Regions from separate parts of the Mus musculus genome. Here region 1 is linked to region 2. The links are chromatin contacts, called in public HiChIP or PLAC-seq maps. All regions are on one chromosome and are shown on one strand. The core of a region is the stretch at or near the end of the contact, and the rest is flanking DNA. Distances in the headings are between cores, read along the strand shown. Region 1 has its middle 120 kb from the start of Gm26685. Region 2 has its middle 8.1 kb from the start of Gm39691.

Region 1 (3,242 bases), core at 59-2,558, 140 kb before region 2:
TATGTAAAAAAAATAATTTCTCTGGTTAAAAGTAGGGATGGATGGCTTTAATCTACTTCTCTATGTAACCGGCGTAATCTTCATCGTCCCTGGCAGCCCCAGGCAAACCTCCCATGGCTCCAGGGAGCACACTAGGAAATTCCAGGCTTATTATGAAATGCAAGGTTTGTAGTCATGGGGAAACTACAACAGGGAAAAATAATGAAGATATTAGCCAGTGCAGCACACAAAATGCATCGGCTTCAGAGAAAGTTATTCTAGAATTGGACTTGGTAAAATAGAAGCTGTGAGCCTGAGTTGGTAAACTCTAGGCCTTTTCTGATCTAGACAAATTTCTGTTTCTACCACCCAGGAGCCACCAACCAGAGTATTGAGAGCATGAAGGACAGTCATCTCTATGTGTGGAATTTCTCCTCCTACATGCACATACATGTATACATATAGTATACACATGTGTAGTATATTTATACATTGTATACATACATCTGTATCTGTGTATATATATATATATATATATATATATATATATATATATATACTTATACATTTGTGTATATACTATACATATATACTGTGTATATAAATGCATATGTATATATGTACAACATGTATATGCATGTATATGGATGTATGTATCATGTATATATACATATATACGTATATGTAAAGTATACATGATACTAGGAGAGCATCGAGATACTTGTCGTTTAAATACTGTACATGTGGACGAAGCAAACCTTTTAGGGCTGGTCCTGCTCTGTGGCCCATTAGTCATGTTGGAAGAGACCCATACTCTTACTCATCTTGTATGATAATGTTGAACAGGAAAATGTGAACTGTCAGTAGTGATATGTTATGAAGAAAATTGAAGTGAATAGACCTAGGATGATGTCCCCATACTACATGATCTTTTAAACACAATTCCAGGCACTCTGTCTCATACAGTACCAGTTTTTGAATTGATTTTCTCTTTCTATTCCTGATATAAGAAATAAAAATAAATAAAAATTTTTAAAAGACATGAAAATCCATCCATTTGTTTTGTTTCCCAAAGTACGTGAGTAAACACTGGCTTGAATTCTTAAATATCATCTGTTTCAGCACAGTTGTAATTAATATGTTCTAAGCTTTATTGTTTGTTTGTTTGACATCGATACTTTAATGAATCCATTAAACGGTTTAAGTGATACTTATTAGGAATAAGTTAAGTCAAGTCTACTTCCTTCTCAGCCTGTCTTTTCTCCTAAGGATAGGAGTGATGATGGTGTAGGGTGGTGAATCACTAACCACAAGGCATGAGGTCAGCCACATAACAGACTTCCCTATGTAAGTACCTTACAAACCAAATGTAACTAGTGTGTCATAACAATGTGCTCAGAACCACAGGTGATCAGATTAGCTGCTGGGGGCCTTCAGAAATCTTCCTCTACTTAGTCGAAAGCCAAAAATAATCTCTGTGTTCCCAAGAAAGTAGTAATTGAGTCTTTTCCTCAAACATCCAAGACACTGACACTTTACCACTAAATGCATGTCCATAATTGCCCAGTAAGGCTCTGCTCTTAGCTCTTGGGTGTAACCCTCCTAACTCAGATACGATGCAAAGATTTTTATATGCGTGATGTGATTTGAGTGGCACTGAAAATGAAATCTGTTTCAGAGTACCTGAAACTTCACCTTCAGACTCAACCTTCTCCATCTTGAAAAGGTTTTTCTTTGAAAATAAGATTTAAAAAAAAAAAAAGAACCTGTCTAAGCCATATACGAAACTGTTGTGTAGATGGACTCAACCCAAGAGTTTGCTGTTAACCATGGTATCATAGCCCACAGGGAAAAGAATACCAGAGAGGTGCAGGGAGTTGCAGGTAACATTGCAAAGAGAAGGGTTGGAGATTGGCAGGCACTAAAACTGCCTCCCTGCCTTTCCAATTTCTATGATATATCAGTATTGGCACCAAGACTGTGTGCACAATGGTCATGTTTCCTACAGTGCTGACAAATATATTGTGTCAGTTATAACATGTTCCTCGGTTTTCTCTAATGCCAACTATGCCCATACATCAAGTAACTCACTCCCTTGGTCACTGTTATATTGCTGTAAAGAGACACCAAGACCACAGCAACTCTCAAAAGAGAAAGCATTTAATTGGTGGCTTGCTTACACCTTCAGAGGATTAGTTAATTATCACCATGGCAGGGAGCATGGTGGCATGTAGGCAGACGTGATGCTGGAGAACTACGTTCTGATCTGCAGAGAGAGAGGATGGGGTAGAAGGAGGGAAAGGCTGGGTCTGGCCTGGGTGTTTGAAACCTCAAAGCCTGCCCAGAGTGACATACTTCCTCCAACAAAGCCACACCTACCTCAACAAGGTCCCGCCTACTAATCCTTCTCAAATATTGCAACTCCCTAGTGACTAAGCATAGAAATATATGACCTATGGGGACCATTCTTATTCAAACCACCACACTTACTGAGATGAGAAAGGAAAATTCCAGAACTATAGCAAGCATTCCTGGGTGATTCAATCTGTTCTGTGTGAGGCGCAAGCCTCCTGTGCTCATGCTTCATTAACACTGTGTCTTTACCGCAAGGCAGAGGTCCACGTTACCACGCTCAGTGAAACATAGCCAGATCACTTACACTGGAAGGACACAACCATGCTGGAACTCTTAGTGGTGCACACATCTGCAAGTGAAGAACAAGGAATGGAACAGAGAAGTAGATAAATGGAGCAATATGTAGTAATTTTATCCTGTCCTCTCTTCTGTGTCTTTTTTTCAGTTCTTGTGTTAGTAAAGTGAGCTGGAACTGATTCTGTCTGGGACCAGAGTATCTTTCACAGTGGACGTACATGAAATATGGTCCTCAATGCAGGAAACCATCTGCCATTTCCAAGCAATATGGTCAGCACAGCTAGGTCACATGGAGAAAAGGTACAGTGTGGAGGTTTGGTCTGTCATTTGATCAAAAAGCTTACAAGGGAACATAACCACCTGGTTAGCAAGGCAGGAATGGAGACATTCTAAAGAAAGACTTTTCATCCCGCCCCTCCCCCAACTCCTATTTTGGTTACCAGGCTGTTGGAATTTCCCCAGAGGTCTCTTAGGAAGGAAAAGGAGAAGGCCCTGGTGCCAGGCAGAATGAGAACTTGTCTCCTGGAAAGAGATTCTCACTGTCCTAAAAATAGACCACCTTGCAGGAAAGATGTTTCTGAGACCATGGTAATGCACGGGGCCACACCTTG
Region 2 (3,363 bases), core at 325-2,824:
ATGTATACAGCCACGATGAATGGCATCCTCAGGCAGCTGGCCTCTCCTCAGGTAGGGGCTGTTCAGGTCTTGACCCAGACATGAGGCAGGAATGAGTGCAAAAAAGAGGGTCTTGCCACATCTATCCAGATCAAACCATGACCCAAACAAGAGAGAGGCAGAGGGATCTGGGTTGTGTTACTAATTCAATTTTCAATGCCAGTTAACTTCATTGGCCTAACAAGATAGAGAGAGGCATTGCCAAAGTCAATACAGCCGATCTGTGTGCCTCAGGCAAGCTTTGGTGCTAAAGGAGGTTTTTATCCCAGACAGTCTGTCCTCTGGATGTTAGGTAATGTCCGTTTTTTAGTTTCTAGTTTCTACATGTAGTTGTGAATCTCATATTGAAGTTCATAGGATTAAATTTTGAGCGTTCAAGCCAAACTTTTAGTAAGGTCTTCTCTTCTAGATGCCCTTCACTCACAAAAGTACATGGAAACAGGATGCTATTAGATCATTCACTTCCCAGACAGATTTAATTGTTTTTTTTTGTTTTTTTTTTTTTGTTTTTTTTTTTTGTTTTGTTTTGTTTTTTAGTGTTTTCGAGACAGGGTTTCTCTGTGTAGTCCTGGCTGTCCTGGAACTCACTTTGTAGACCAGGCTGCCCTCGAACTCGGAAATCCACCTGCCTCTGCCTCCCAAGTGCTGGGATTAAAGGTGTGTGCCACCACGGCCCGGGGATTTAATTGTTTTTGATGACTAAAAAAATCCCTACCCTTTCCTTATCAAAATGTCTTTTTAAACTATATTTATTTTATTTTCACGTGTGTGTGTGTGTGTGTGTGTGTGTGTGTGTGTGTGTGTGTGACACATGTGTGAGTTCCCGGGGAGGCCAGAGGTGTTGTATACACTGGAGTGGGAGTTACAGGCAGTTGTGAGCCACCTGACATGGGCACTTCTGGACCACTGCCCCATCTCCTCAGCCCTACTCCAATGTGTATGTGTCGGTGTTCTGGGGGGGACAGAACTAAAAAGATAGAAGACCAGAGTCACTGCAGGATGCATTTAAACTTCTCAGCAGCATGGGGATGGCCACGCAAGCCCTGACAGCTCTTTCTATTGTTACACAAAAAGCAGCTTTAGCCAGTCAATCTCCGCATACCAAAACTTATCTGATCCACGGGTTGTCTTGAAAGACCAATTATTTAAGCAGATCTCAGCCAGAGGAGACTTCCTGGTTTGCCCAGGTCTGTGGACTAAGTTATGCAAAGGCTCTGAGAATCCTTCAAAAGAATAACCCCTTAAAATCTCAGATAACAATCACTGATAAAAGGCTACGTCAGAGCTTAGGTGCAATCACTACAGATCCATGCCAGATACAACAGCGCTGCTAATAATATTCTGCTAGATATGTTTCCAGTGAAGATCTAGCTAAGCTGCTAAGATCTGTGATCAGAGCAACTCCACCTCTAGGAAAAGAAGGGGAATGACCTTTATGGCTGAACAAGGTTTCATTTCACGGCCTCAGTGTAAACAGAGTAAACACACGCCACTATTCCACAACGAGCTGAATCACTGGGCTAGGAAGCCATAGAGACAGAATTCTGATCTCAGGCAGCCTGACTCATGAAGTGAAGACCATGACTGTGGTCACTGAGGACATAATGACAGCCACGCTGACTATTTAAAGCAATATTTGTTTTAAAAAGGATAAAAACTAATAGTATAACAAATTTCAGATTTTTGTGAGGCATGAGGTAGGTTACCATCTGGGGCAGGCCACCTGTGGACAATCAGCCTCACCTGGGAGTGGTATGTACTAATTACATAGTATCTGGGAGTGGTATGTACTAATCACATAGTTACTATTTTTCTTTGGCCTTCCTGCCTTAAACGACTGACTGACTACATTTGTAGCTATACATCTGAGCTATTTAAGTTATAGGAAACCTACTATGTTAACTGGGGTAATTGCAAAGCACTGAGGCCCAGCCATGTATCTCTATCTTCCTGTGCTGGCTGAAGGGCAGCTTTTACTAACTCAGATGGTGCTAGAGGTGTCTCTTTGTGCTCCGAACTGATCATTGTTCCTTCCTGCTGGGAGCCTAGTATACACCTGGAGTCTGTACTTTGCCTTCAACATATCCATATAAAAGTTAAACTTTAAATCTATAAAAAGGCCAATGTTCATCAACAATAAATCTCGCCTACTTTTCCAGTCCCCTTTCCCAGCGTGATTGTTCATTTCAATAGTTTTTGTAAAGAAAGGCTATTTGGGGTTTCAATTCTTGCTAAAGATATCCCATAATTGACTTGATAAAGTTAAGCCTTCTTTACAACATAGGTTTGCTAAGTGTTTACACAGGAAGATCCTAAGTTCTGTGAGATGAGAGATGTCTACATACCTGTCCCTGCATTCATCAGCATTGTTAAAGTGGCCTTTTCCCTAGGCAGCTTTTTTTTTAATTTAATTTTATTCTATGTGCATTGATATTTTGCCTCCATGTATATCTGTGTGAGGGTGTTGGAATACCTGGAACTGGAGTTACAGCCAGTTGGGAACTGCCACGTGAGTGCTGGGAATTGAACCTGGGTCCTCCAGAAGAGCAGCCAGCGAGCTAAGCTAGGCAGCTTTCTAAGAGATCCACTCTTTCCTGACAGATCCACTGAAACTTTCTTTATCAAAACATTTGCTCTTGTGTAAAAATATGATTATCTTATTTTATGCCTTTAAAGCATTTGAGTATTTTATCAAACATTACACTTTTTTAAGTACACACCATAATCCCAGTGTGGAGGAAGCTCAGATGGAAAAGGAACAGAGCAGAGAAGGCTACTAAGTGAGTTCTGGGCCAGGTTGATAGGAGATATATATATATATATTAGAACTCTACATAGTCATGGGTAAAGTAAATTTGGGCTTTTGATCCCCCATTTCCACCTCCTAATTGCTAGGATTACAGAGGTGTACTTACTACAGGCCTCTTTTTGTTAGATGCTAGGGATAGAATCCAAGGCTTTGGCATGATAGGTAAGTGTTCTACCAGCTAAGCTACCTCCCCAGACCCCAAGATCTTTTGCTTACATGAGCCTTTACTGGTTTTTAAAGGTATTTGAATCCCTTCAACCACAAGGAAGCCAGGGCCTAAGACCAGTCAGTTAGAAGCTGTCAGCCAGGAGAACAACAGCACGTCGCACTTTGATCAGGAAATTTAAAATATTTTTCCAAGAAATTCTATTTGTAAAATATTTTCCAAAGCAAGGCCCAGTGGCAGGAATATTTTTGGTAACAAAGCAGCAGGGGGCTGAGAACCTGGTCTGTACCAACTTTGCTAACTCCAGTGACCAGGGCTGGAAAATCTGGCTTAGAGAATGACATACTGA

Evidence for each region. HiChIP or PLAC-seq counts read pairs in DNA pulled down with a chosen protein or histone mark.
Region 1: a contact with region 2 is called in a FOXA1 HiChIP or PLAC-seq map of pancreatic cancer cells. The contact joins two enhancer-like sites. A contact is called at or near these places in 3 of 484 Hi-C or Micro-C datasets (liver, nephron progenitors and ventricular fibroblasts) and 3 of 115 datasets of contacts at active chromatin or transcription factors (embryonic stem cells, epiblast stem cells and pancreatic cancer cells).

Annotation. Positions count from the first base shown.
Region 1 is chr1:164,620,692-164,623,933 of GRCm38.p6, reverse strand. No RefSeq gene overlaps it. Among named protein-coding and RNA genes, the nearest start is that of Gm26685, 120 kb to the right of the region's middle. Within about 2 kb of position 1,308, at least 26 of the 459 cell types and tissues checked have an H3K27ac peak or open chromatin away from gene starts, as enhancers often do. A contact at or near this core is called in pancreatic cancer cells, where this site is marked.
Region 2 is chr1:164,479,927-164,483,289 of GRCm38.p6, reverse strand. No RefSeq gene overlaps it. Among named protein-coding and RNA genes, the nearest start is that of Gm39691, 8.1 kb to the right of the region's middle. Within about 2 kb of position 1,574, at least 44 of the 459 cell types and tissues checked have an H3K27ac peak or open chromatin away from gene starts, as enhancers often do. A contact at or near this core is called in pancreatic cancer cells, where this site is marked.